2 separate regions of the Sus scrofa genome follow, and region 2 is linked to region 1. A link is a contact called in public Hi-C data. All regions are on one chromosome and are shown on one strand. Each heading gives the region's core, a stretch centred on a gene start, on an enhancer-like site or on the middle of the called end of the contact. The rest is flanking DNA. Distances are from core to core; before and after follow the strand shown. Region 1 overlaps ADAMTSL1 (ADAMTS-like protein 1). Region 2 overlaps ADAMTSL1 (ADAMTS-like protein 1).

Region 1 (5,633 bases), core at 1,553-4,052:
GCTGCAGTGCTGTGCCCCGAGCCACTTGCTCCATCATTTGCTTCTCAGCTCTCATGCCACATGCTCTGATGGGATGCGTTTGTTGCAGGTCCTCCCATTGTGGTGTATTTTTTTCTTTCCTCCATTACTTAGCAGTCTCAACCCCTCCTGTTCTCCTCTTCCATTAAGCTACTCTTACTTTCTGTTTTAGTGGTAAAGTCCTATATTTCTAGTGGTATTTGTTAGGAATCTAACACACCCTTTAAAGGGTGCTAGTGTTTTTACAGGTTTGTTATTGTTTTTGTGGGTGTTCTACTCCCAAAGTTTCCTGAGTGTGAATCGCCTGCCCTGATCTAATTTTCTTATAAATCCTGCTAGTTTTAATGCATGTTTCCCAGGATCTCAAGACTTTTCAGAAATGCCTACCACACAATAATAGAACTGCCTGGATATGTGAAAGCATAATGTCAAGTATAATAGGCTGCATGTGAATATAGTAAGAAAATTCTAAGCATGATCTGTAGTGGTTAGCTAGCCAATGCTATCAGGAAGATATATCAGGATTTGGGAGAAGACTGAACCTTGAATATAAATAGCAAGTTACTGGATGGTATGAAGCAGTATAGTGAAATAAGAGCCTAGGTTCAAACCACACTGAGGGTCAAAGAGTTGACCACTTTCTTATTATATAACTTTGGGTACACAGATCATCCTCTACATCTCCATTTCATTATCTATCAAATGACAGTTCTGTAGGAAGATGAAATGGGATAATAATATAACATGCTTAGCACACTGCCTGGCATTCATTCAATGAGAACTGATTAAGGGTCTGAGAGCCAGGCACTCACTACTGGGGAGCCTAAGGATACGGTTGCAAACAAAGTACAATGTAGAGTATTCAATTTTTTTTTAAATGCAGTTATTACAAGGGTGTTTCTCATTTCCTTATATCTGCTCCATATACTTCTGAAAACGGAATCTCTTCAGTTAGCAATAACAACGAGCAAATCCAGTTGTTGGTACGTTATGTGTTCTTTACTCCATTGCTGGAACATATCATCAAAGCAAAGTTAAGACAAAGGCACTGGGGTGATCATGTTGTCTGAGGAACAGTGCTGGATAGGGGAGTCCCTGGCAGGGCTGGCCGGTCGGTCATGACCTAGGGAAAATGACTCTTTGTTTCTTAAGATGCTTCTAGACAGCAACAAAGAACCAAAAAGAACTTTGCAGAACACCAATATGGAATCATTTAAAAAGAATAAGGAAGAAAAAGACCGGCTACCCGGTCTTGGCTTACAGTGCGGGAGTGTGTGTGTAGGTGGGGGAGGGGGTACAAGGGCTCTGGAAGGGAGCCCTGGCGGCTCTGTCTTCCCTGGGTGCTGGGGCGGGGGGGGGGGGGGGCTCGAACACTTGGTGAAATGCACACTTGGTGAAATGCACATTTGGTGAAATGCAAAGATCAATCAGATTCACAGGGCAGTGGGGTAGTGGGGGCGGGAGTCAGAGAGGGGGGCTGCCCTGTGTGTCCAGACCCTCTCTGCGCCTGCTTGTCTGTTTGGGTAAGCCTAAACTGAGCGCAGGGTCCTCACTGGCTGCCGAGGAGCTGGCGCCGGGCAAGAGACTTGCAGCCAACAACAGCAAATGGTGGCGGTGAAGAGGAAGCCTGCGGTGCTGCAGCCCCCTCTAGGGTAACATTTAGGAGCATGAGAAGAAAGGCAATGCAAGAGGGCAGCTTGGAAGGAAGGGACAGGCTTGAAATTCGAGCGAGGGGACCGGACTGGAGAGAGGTGGGGGGAAGCCAGCAGTAGTTCCAAAATACCGCGTCAGGTCCTGCTGACACCAAAGCAAAAACATCCCTCACCACCCCAGGGGCTGGGAGGCTGAGTTCACTTGTCCATGGGGGTGGCTGCCCTAGTGGTGTTGGGTTCCTTGACAGAGATCAAAAGGGGAGCTTGCTGCTCTTAGAGCAGAACTCTGCATACACTCTTCAGAGAGGTGCTCTGTTTTCACCAGAAGTTATTTTTCAAAAATAACAAGTTTGGGGTTTCTCTCTCCTTCGATGTCTCCTTTCATTCATATTCTGATTCTGTCTCTCTCTTCTCTCCTTTCTTTCTTCTGGTCGTGATTAAGACCAGAAGTGCTCAATTAATGCTATCCTGTTGCATAAGGCCAATGAAGAGAACTGTTATTTGGCTCAATGTTATCTGGCCTGATGTGGTGAATAAACAAGACCCGGTGCAGGGCCCACCAGGCACGTGGTGGCAAGAGTCCCCACAGCCCCTCTTCTGCCCATGCCATCGTGCAGCCTGGATTAGCAAGCAGGGCTGTATAATTGCCAGGAGAATGGTGCCTGATCTTGGCATTGAAAGTGTATCAGTGTTAACAGCTGGGTGCCTATGTCATGCTCAATGACGATTTAGTGGCAACATCGGATATCAGATTAGCCAGGCTAGCAGGCAGGGGCTGTCTTCTTGCCAAAGCTGTGCAGCTCCAAAGGTCACGGTGACCTCCTGGGCTTAATATTGGTATTTAATGAAATGCCTTCCTTATCACTCTTCTCGGCCAAGGGCTTTATTTCTGAGAAGAGCTTCCAAATATAACATGATCTAGTGTCCTGGGTTGCCTTGCTAAACTCCCAAGAGGTGCCTCTGTACCTCAGACTCTGAATGGGTGGTGAGCTAGGAACAAAGATATAAGGGAATTCAGAAAGGGAGGGAGCCAACAGGAACGGTCAATCAGGATAGGACTTGTGTTATCCCAATGAGTTTAGACTTGACCTTGTAGCAGTGAGAAGGCAGTTATAGGATCTTATACTTTATACAAAACAGAGTCAGAGACTGCAGGCTGTTGTGACTGAAAAAGGAAGCCCCATTGCTCCCAATGGGAGAGAGAAGTGAGGTCTGAACCACACTATTAGCAGCAGAAACAGAGGGAAGGGAAGGACGCAAGAGATATGAAGGTGGTAAAATTTACAGGACATGGTGACTACTTGGAAGTGGGACATGAGAAAGAGAGCATGTCTGGCTCTAGAAATCCAGCTGCATGGGTGCTGCTGCCCTTAAAAAATGATGGGTTATTAAGAAGTAGGTTTGGGAGTTCCCATTGTGGCTCAGTGGGTAACGAATCCGACTAGGAACGATGAGGTTGTGGGTTCGATCCCTGGCCTTGCTCAGTAGGTTAAGGATCCGGCATTGGGATCCTGCGTTGCTGTGGCTGTGGTGTAGGCCAGCAGCTGTGGCTCCGATTCGACCCCTAGCCTGGGAACCTCCATATGCCACAGGAGTGGCCCAAGAAATGGCAAAAAAGACAAAAAAAAAAAAAAAAAAAAAAAAGTAGGTTTGCCAAGAATGCTGGAGTGGAGCTAGTGAGTTCATTTGTGATGTGCAGAGTGTGATGTGCATAGCAACCACCAATGTCCTTCAATGGGGACCCCTCTTTGCTGCAGCGAATCACCTTGCCAAAGACTACAACCCTCCTAGATGATGGCCTATTGCCAGTGACTGGTTGATGCCTGGGTACAAAGGCCCATTCCCCCTGGCTTCAATTTAGGACAACTCTGAATAATTATTCCAGCTCTAGAGCCCCCCTTCGGCTTGGTCACAGCCTCCTTGTGGGTCAGCTTTTACCTCTACCTGCCTGTCCTTTCTCTTCCTTACAGGTGTGTCTCCCAAGGATCCTCCCCAACAATCCTTCTGCAGGTAAATCTCTACCCATCCCAGGGTAGAGACACTTCCAGGGACACTTTATAAGAGAGTGTGGTTAGAAGAAAAGGATTCCAGAGGATGGCTAAGAAAATAGAAAATATATAGTTTTGAAACCTAAAGGAAGAGTAAAGTTTCTGGGAACAGATAGGAGTTGATAGTATCAAATACCACAGAGAGCTGTAGAGTAAAAAAGGGCTGAGAAGTATTCACTGAACAGCCAGGAGGTAAGCCATGGATAACTATGACCAGGGCTGTTTAAAGGAGCAATAGTGTAGAAGACAATTTGCAGTGGGTCCACTGGGAACCATATCTAGTCACCTACGATGGAGTGTGATAATGTGTGTATGTATGACTGGGTCACCTTGCTGTATAGTAGAAAATTGACAGAACACTGTAAACCAGCTATAATAGAAAAAAATAAAAATCATTTGAGACTTAAAAAAAAAAAGAACAACACAGGCACGTGGAGAGAGTCAGTGTAGACTGCTGTTTGAAGAATCATGTCTGTGGAGACTCCGAGAGAGGTCTGGTGGTGGAAGTTAGGGAAGGAGATAAGGTCAAGGTCCCCATGAATTGAAAAGAACAGACTGAGACAAAATAGCCAAAGGAAAGAAAGATGATGATGCCACTGGGGAAAGAGGAGAACATGAATAAAGCAATGTGTTTGAGGTGGGCAGGATGCCATGCCAGCCATGTCTTTCTGTCATACTGGCTGCGGGGAGGTGTGGAGGAGATGGAGGAAGCGAGCAAGACTGTTCACTATCTTCTACATCATGCCTCCAATCCTTCTCTGAGCACTGAACGTCACAACCTTCTTCAACTTCTTTCTGTCCTTGCTTCCCACTAGTCTCCTTCTGACTTGTAGCCCTCAAAACAACCCAGGCCACTGCAAGCACACCAAGGTCCCTCCACTTCGATTACCACTGGACCTTTTCTTATTATTTCCTTAGCCTGCCTTTCTGGATGTACCCAGGGTTAGGTGTTTTTAAATGTGTGCCTATTCTTTAAAGTAGATCAAATACTACCTAATGCACTCCTGTTTACTCTCTGTCCTGGCCTCAGCAACCTCTCCTCAGGTCTGTGAAGTGGACATGAGAAGTGAAGTGCACATCCACTTCTACCTTGCATACTCTCCCTGAGAATCCTTCCCTGGACTTCCATTCTTCTAGCTCACCAAATAGAGCCAATGCCCATTCCTAAGCCCCATTATACAGTCTAGCAGCAGTGCCATCCTTCATAGCATTTATGTGTTTGTGCAAATATTTGACTAAGTCTATTTTCCCTAGGAGATAATAAGTTTGTAAAGTCAAGGGTTCACCACAGAGTGGCTCCCAGAACAACTTTTGGCTGGATAAATAAATGAATACTTGTGACACTCTACCGTAGACTCATCTCACTTATGAAAAAACTAAATAAGATAACAAATTCCATAAGGACAGAAGCCAGACATTTCCATCTTTTTATTTCCTAAATATCTAGTATTAATCCCTGTACATAATAGCTACTCATTATACCTTAGCTGAGTGAGAAATCAACAGATTTTAAACCATACTTGAAAAAATCACTAGACCCTGTGATTCTGAGCTGACCAGTATCAGGAACTGTGTATTGGTAGCTGAGATCAATCCATGGCTCTTCTCATGCATTCATGCATTCCCAAAACACGTATTTAGCATCTACATAAGTTGTTCCAGGTGCTGGGGATACAGTGGTGAGCAAAACCAAGTGTGGCCCCTGTCCTCATGGAGTTTCCAGTCTACTAGTGGACTCAGACCCCTATCAAAAGTCACACAAGTAGATGAAAAATTCCAACTAGAACAGTGATTATGAAGACACACAAGCTGAATACCAAACAGAGTGATGGCAACCCACTGAATAGGGTACAAAGATGGGAGAGGCAGGTAAAGCCAGACCACACAGGGCCAGTGGGTCATGCTGAATATGTGG
Region 2 (5,633 bases), core at 1,250-3,749, 150 kb after region 1:
GGGTGAGGGTTAAGTTTGAAAAAAAAAAAAAAACTCACTGAAGAAAATATACAGAAAGCTAATATGCAGAGTGAGCTATCTGTACATACCCACTGGAAAAGCTCAAAGAAACAGGCTGCTTTTTGTGAGCATGTGATCCAGCTGGAACCCTCATACATTGTTGGTGAAAATGAAAAAAAGGCACCTGCACCTTGGAAAACAGTTCAGCCATTCTATTCAAAATTAAACATGCACTTATTGTAAGACCTAGCAATCCTACTCCTAGGTATTTATCTAAGAGAAATGAAAACACGCCTACCTAAAGGCCTGTACATAAATATGTACAGCAGTTTTACTAATAATAGTCCCAAACTGGAAACAACTTCAAATGTCCATGACTCATGAATGGATTAATAGATACTAACACAACCATGTAATGCTACTTGGGAATAAAAAAAGAATGGACTATTGATACATGAAAGAACATGGATGACCCTCAAAAGCATCATGCTATGTGAAGGAAGTTAGACACAGACACAGAAATTGTACAGTATCTGAGTATCTGATTTTATTTAAAATTCTATAAAAGCCTTATCTTTAGAAGATCAGTAGTTGCCTCAGGCTGGGAGTGGGAAACAACTGCCTATAAAACAAGAGGACTTTTTATGGTGAAGGAATCGTTCTGAAACTTGATTGTGGTTGGTGGCAGTTGGATGACTACATATTGTACCCACACTGTATGCTTAAATTGAATTAATTTTATTTTATGTAAATTATACATCAATAAAACTGTAAAATAAATGGGTATGAAACTATGCAGGAATGCTGTTAAGAACAGTTTTTATAAATAGCTATAAAGTAATGTGCACAATAATCAGAATAGGTGAGGAAGCTCTCTCACCCTCATTTCATCACTTTTTAACTTCATTACTAGAGGCAATGAGTAAAAGGACTTTTGAAATTACTTCTTACTCTTTTTCTAAATATTCACAACTAAATAGCATTGTTTCCTTCATATGAAATACTGAATACAAACTCTGCCCAGATGGACAAAAGATGTATTGTCTTCAAACCACTTGGTTGGCTCTCTTATACTTAACTTTTACTTCAGATATCCAAGTTTAAAAGCAACCAGATGAAGTTTTATGGAATTCTGTAAACGGGAAAAAAAAGAAGATGACGATGAAGAAGAAATAATGAAAACAACTTTTGCTCATGGGAGGAAACTTTCTGTGCCAACTTTCAGTTCAGAATGATCTTTCATTGGCCAAATTCCAAATTCCTCAAAGTACAGGCTTATAATGGAAGTGCTGACACAAACTCAAATGTAGCGCTGCAAACAGGATGATATAATAAATGGTGGGTAAATCTACTATCTTTTATGATAGTCTCCTTCCTTTGCAACAATTCAACTCATTTTAGATTATATTGTTACTGTAGAATTATGTGGGGAAAGTGACTGAAAATCACATCTTTTCCACACTCTGTTCCTATGTACTCATTACATGAAAATTAACCTTGGTGCTGAAAATTTTCAGACTTTTTTCTCTTTACATTGGTATTAATTTTTTTTTTTTTGCATCAAGTACAAACTTTTTTTCATTTAACCCATTCCTGTTGTCTTAAATAACTCAAGCATTGCAGAATTCTTTTTAAACTACTAGTTCCTTTCATGAAAGTATCATCAGTTTCTGAAACCGAAAATAATCTAGATTATTAACTTTTACTTATTTGGGAGAAAGAAATACTAGCTCAGTTTGCACATGTGTGCTTTTGGACTCTGTATTTCATGATAAACAACACTGTGTTATTACCATATGTTAATCTGAAGTTTTATGTGGAAAAGGAAAGAGCACTAGATATCATGTACATTTTAATAAATGCCTCAAATAAACCATGCCTAGAGATAGTGTTAATGATTCAAGCTTTTCCATAACACACTTGAAATAGTGGACTAAACTGCACAGAAGAGAATTCACAGTTCTTACTTTTGCAATACATGTGTGAGATACTTAAACCTTTCAAGTTTCTTTTCCATGGCTTCATCTGGGATTTATCCTCCAAATTATTTAAGCCTAAATGTTAAATAGGGCTTTCAAATTATGATTTGCATGTGTGCACGCAAGGGGCATGACTTAAACTGTGCTGTGAGAAGCCTACGTGAGAATTTCCTGAATTTAGAGCATATGAAAATCTCTAAGGGTCTTTCTGCACAGTTGACAATGATTAAGATCTGGTATGATAAATTTTGACATTTGATACTCAACCATGGAGGATGGATCACTCACGACTGGGTAACAGGATGTGAAGCCTTCGCATTACATTTTGTCAATTGATATCTAGGTCCCATCCAAGGAACTGGATGGGCTTTATCACATGGCTGGCACTGTGGTGGAATGAATTCGGTTTCAACTTTCAGGTGGGGTCAAAACATAAAACTTGCCATCCTAATGTTACACATTTGACATTCTCACTGGTAGAATAAGAATGATGCCAAGAAATAACTTAGCTGAAAATATACTCTCAAATTTGGAAGATGACTGTAGCCAGGGAGCCTGTTTAGCCAAAATTACTAGAGATGTCTGCAATGCTCTTGCCTAATTTTCCACTTCTCTGCTTATAAATAAATGTCCTAATTTCTTGTGAGAAAGTAAAAGGCTCACTGACTGCTATATCACTCCTGGGATTTAATGCTAAAAGTGTTCTACATGAAGGTCAATGTTACAGTGAGATATAGGTCCTAACCTCCTTTATCCCCAGTAATCATCTTTCTGTTATAGGCAAAAGGGTAAGTATGTGTGTATTTCCAATATCCTAATTATACTTTTTTTTTCAAATTTTCTTCTTTTCTCCATCTACTACCTGATAATTTAGATAAATGGTGATTTTACTCTTTAAAAATAATGTAAAAATGTGACTGCTCTCACTAGGCAGTGTATGAGACAGTACAAAGTTTGGCACAGATTTTAATTACTATGAGCTCAAAGAAATGAATGGTACCTTTAGTGGTAAAGGAAAGCTTAATGGAGGAGATGGGAATAGAGTGCAGAATGGGTAGGAGGGGGCAGGTAGATTAAAGAGAGGCAAGGGTCTAGGATGACCTTAGTGATGTCTAGGAAAACCATTTTCTGGGAAGGGGTAGAAAGGGTGCATCGACATTCAGTGAATGTGTATGATTCTCCAGGTATAACTTCTACAGTTTTTTTTTTTGCCATTTCTTGGGCCGCTCCCATGGCATATGGAAGTTCCCAGGCTAGGGGCTGAATCAGAGCTGTAGCTGATGGCCTACGCCAGAGCCATAGCAACACGGGATCCAAGCCGCGTCTGCAACCTACACCACAGCTCACGGCAACGCCGGATCCTTAACCCACTGAGCAAGGCCAGGAATCGAACCTGCAACCTCATGGTTCTTAGTCGGATTCATTAACCACTGAGCCACGATGGGAACTCCAGTTCTACAGTATTAATATTGCTGTTAAAAAATACTTAATTTCACCAATCCTAAACTTTCAGCTAATAGAGAATGGGAAGAAATCTGCCGTTTTACTATGACCTTGGTTTGGGACATTTTTATATACCTCCTGTATTTGTTAAAGTGCTGCTAGATGCTTGTACAGATAAACCACCACAATTGCATTACACAATAAACATTTCTGCCTTGCTCACAATACATACTAAAGTATGTGGTCCAAGTTGGGTGGTCTTCTACCTATCAGCGAAGTGATCATTCTGAAACTCAGCCTCCTACTATCTTATGGTTCCATCTCCTTCCAGCACCTTAGAGTCCTCTTCACTCAGAACTGGGAAAGGGACCATGGAGAATACAGATCTGTCTCCTCAGTCCTTCCCATGTTGATCACTTTTCCACTCATACGTCCTTTGGCTACAGTGTCCTACTTAGATGCAAGAACGCTGGAAAATGTAGTCATTAGCTGGACAGTTACTTCACCATGACAACTCAATACTGCTGAATGAAACTTTGATATCATTTCATGTCTTTGCTACACCTCTGAAATGTATGTATATTTTAGGTCATTACAGCTAAATGATCTTGCATTTTTGGATAAAATGTCCAATAAAGCAACACATCACGTGGATTATGATAGAAAATTATAAATTGAAGTATAGCTGATTTACAATGTTGTGCCAATTTCTGCTGTACAGCAAAGTGACCCAATCATACATATACACACATTCTTTTTCTCAGATTACCTTCCATCATATTCTTTTTTTTCTTCTTTTTATAGATGTAACTGCAGCATATGGAAGTTTCCATACTAGGGGTCAAATTGGAGCTGCAACTGCAGGCCTATGCCACAGCCATGGCAATGCTGGATTTGAGCTGCATCTGTGATCTACACCATAGCTTGTGGGAGTGCCAGATTCTTAGCCCACTGAGTGAAGCCCCAGATGGAACCTGCATTCTCATGGAGACTTCATTCGGTTCTTAACCCACTGAGTCACAATGGGAACTCCTTTTCCATCATGTTCTATCCCAAGATATTGGATATGTTTCCTTGTTCTATACAGTAGGATTTCATTTCTTATTCATTCTAAATGTAATACATTGCATCTACTAACCCCAAACTCTCTGTCCATCCACCTCCTCCTTGCCAACCACAAGTTCATTCTCCATGTCTATAAATCTGTTTCTGTTTTGTATATAGGTTCATTTGTGCCATGTTTTAGATTCCACATATAAGTGATATCATATGCTATTTGTCTTTCTCTATCTACTTACTTTACTCAGTACGAGAATCTCCTACTGTATCCATGTTTCTGTGAATAGCATTATTTTGTGTTTTTTATGGCTGAGTAGTATTCCATTATAAATATGTGCCACATATTAACAAGGTTTACCTAGGAATCAATCATTCCTAGATTAATACTTATATTTCTCAGCTGGCAGTCATTCCATTCAATTATTACCCTAAAAAAACATCAGAAATTCAGGTCCCAAACAAATGCTTTCTAGCTCCAGGGAGGGATAGTAAGATAATTTTTTTTAAGATAATTTGGTATTTCAGTTGAATTGTTTCATTAGAAGTCTGCCTGACCTTTTATGGAAAGTAGTCTTGTACAGATAGCACTGGATTATATATCTCCAAAAAGTTGCTTTTCCAAACTCCTGGTTCCTGAGATTATACCATACAGAGCTAGTTGCTCATCCATGAGAAAGCAGGATAAATCTAAATAAGCAGTTGGGATACACAAATTAAAAAAAATAGATGAAGAGGAAATACTCTCTCCACAGAGTTACCCACACTGGTTTGTGGTAACACATTTGTTTCTAGTTCTGGGGAAAGTTTAGGGTATGGCTTTGAACAGCACCCAAACAAAACTGCAAGAAGCTTGTCCATCCTCTTTTCCAAGGAAATGACCCTTTATGCTTCTCCATGTTTTCAAGTGGGTCGGTTATAAAATGAAAAGAGACATTTTAGCAAACCAATTAGTGATCAAGATGATTATGCTCTAATTGTTTCTATATTTTAAAGGAAAATCATTGCCAAATTTATCAATAATGAGGCCACATTTATCTGGTCTTAGAAAACCATTCTGCATTTTCCTTTTGGTGTTTTTTAGTGATATTCAATCATGTGTTTTTATTTGATGTTTTATGTACTTTCATAGATCGCCAAGTTTCAAGTCTATTT

What was found. A called contact is a pair of places that touch in the nucleus more often than the background predicts.
Region 2: a contact with region 1 is called in a Hi-C map of skeletal muscle, with 8 times the contacts expected there. The contact joins two enhancer-like sites. A contact is called at or near these places in 1 of 47 Hi-C or Micro-C datasets (skeletal muscle) and 1 of 2 datasets of contacts at active chromatin or transcription factors (skeletal muscle).

Annotation. Positions count from the first base shown.
Region 1 is chr1:204,418,124-204,423,756 of Sscrofa11.1, forward strand. All of the region lies in intron 2 of ADAMTSL1 (ADAMTS-like protein 1), which reads right to left. Among named protein-coding and RNA genes, the nearest start is that of ADAMTSL1, 520 kb to the right of the region's middle. Within about 2 kb of position 2,803, at least 25 of the 83 cell types and tissues checked have an H3K27ac peak or open chromatin away from gene starts, as enhancers often do. A contact at or near this core is called in skeletal muscle, where this site is marked.
Region 2 is chr1:204,568,477-204,574,109 of Sscrofa11.1, forward strand. The region is part of intron 2 of ADAMTSL1 (ADAMTS-like protein 1); the gene reads right to left. Among named protein-coding and RNA genes, the nearest start is that of ADAMTSL1, 370 kb to the right of the region's middle. Within about 2 kb of position 2,500, at least 1 of the 83 cell types and tissues checked has an H3K27ac peak or open chromatin away from gene starts, as enhancers often do. A contact at or near this core is called in skeletal muscle, where this site is marked.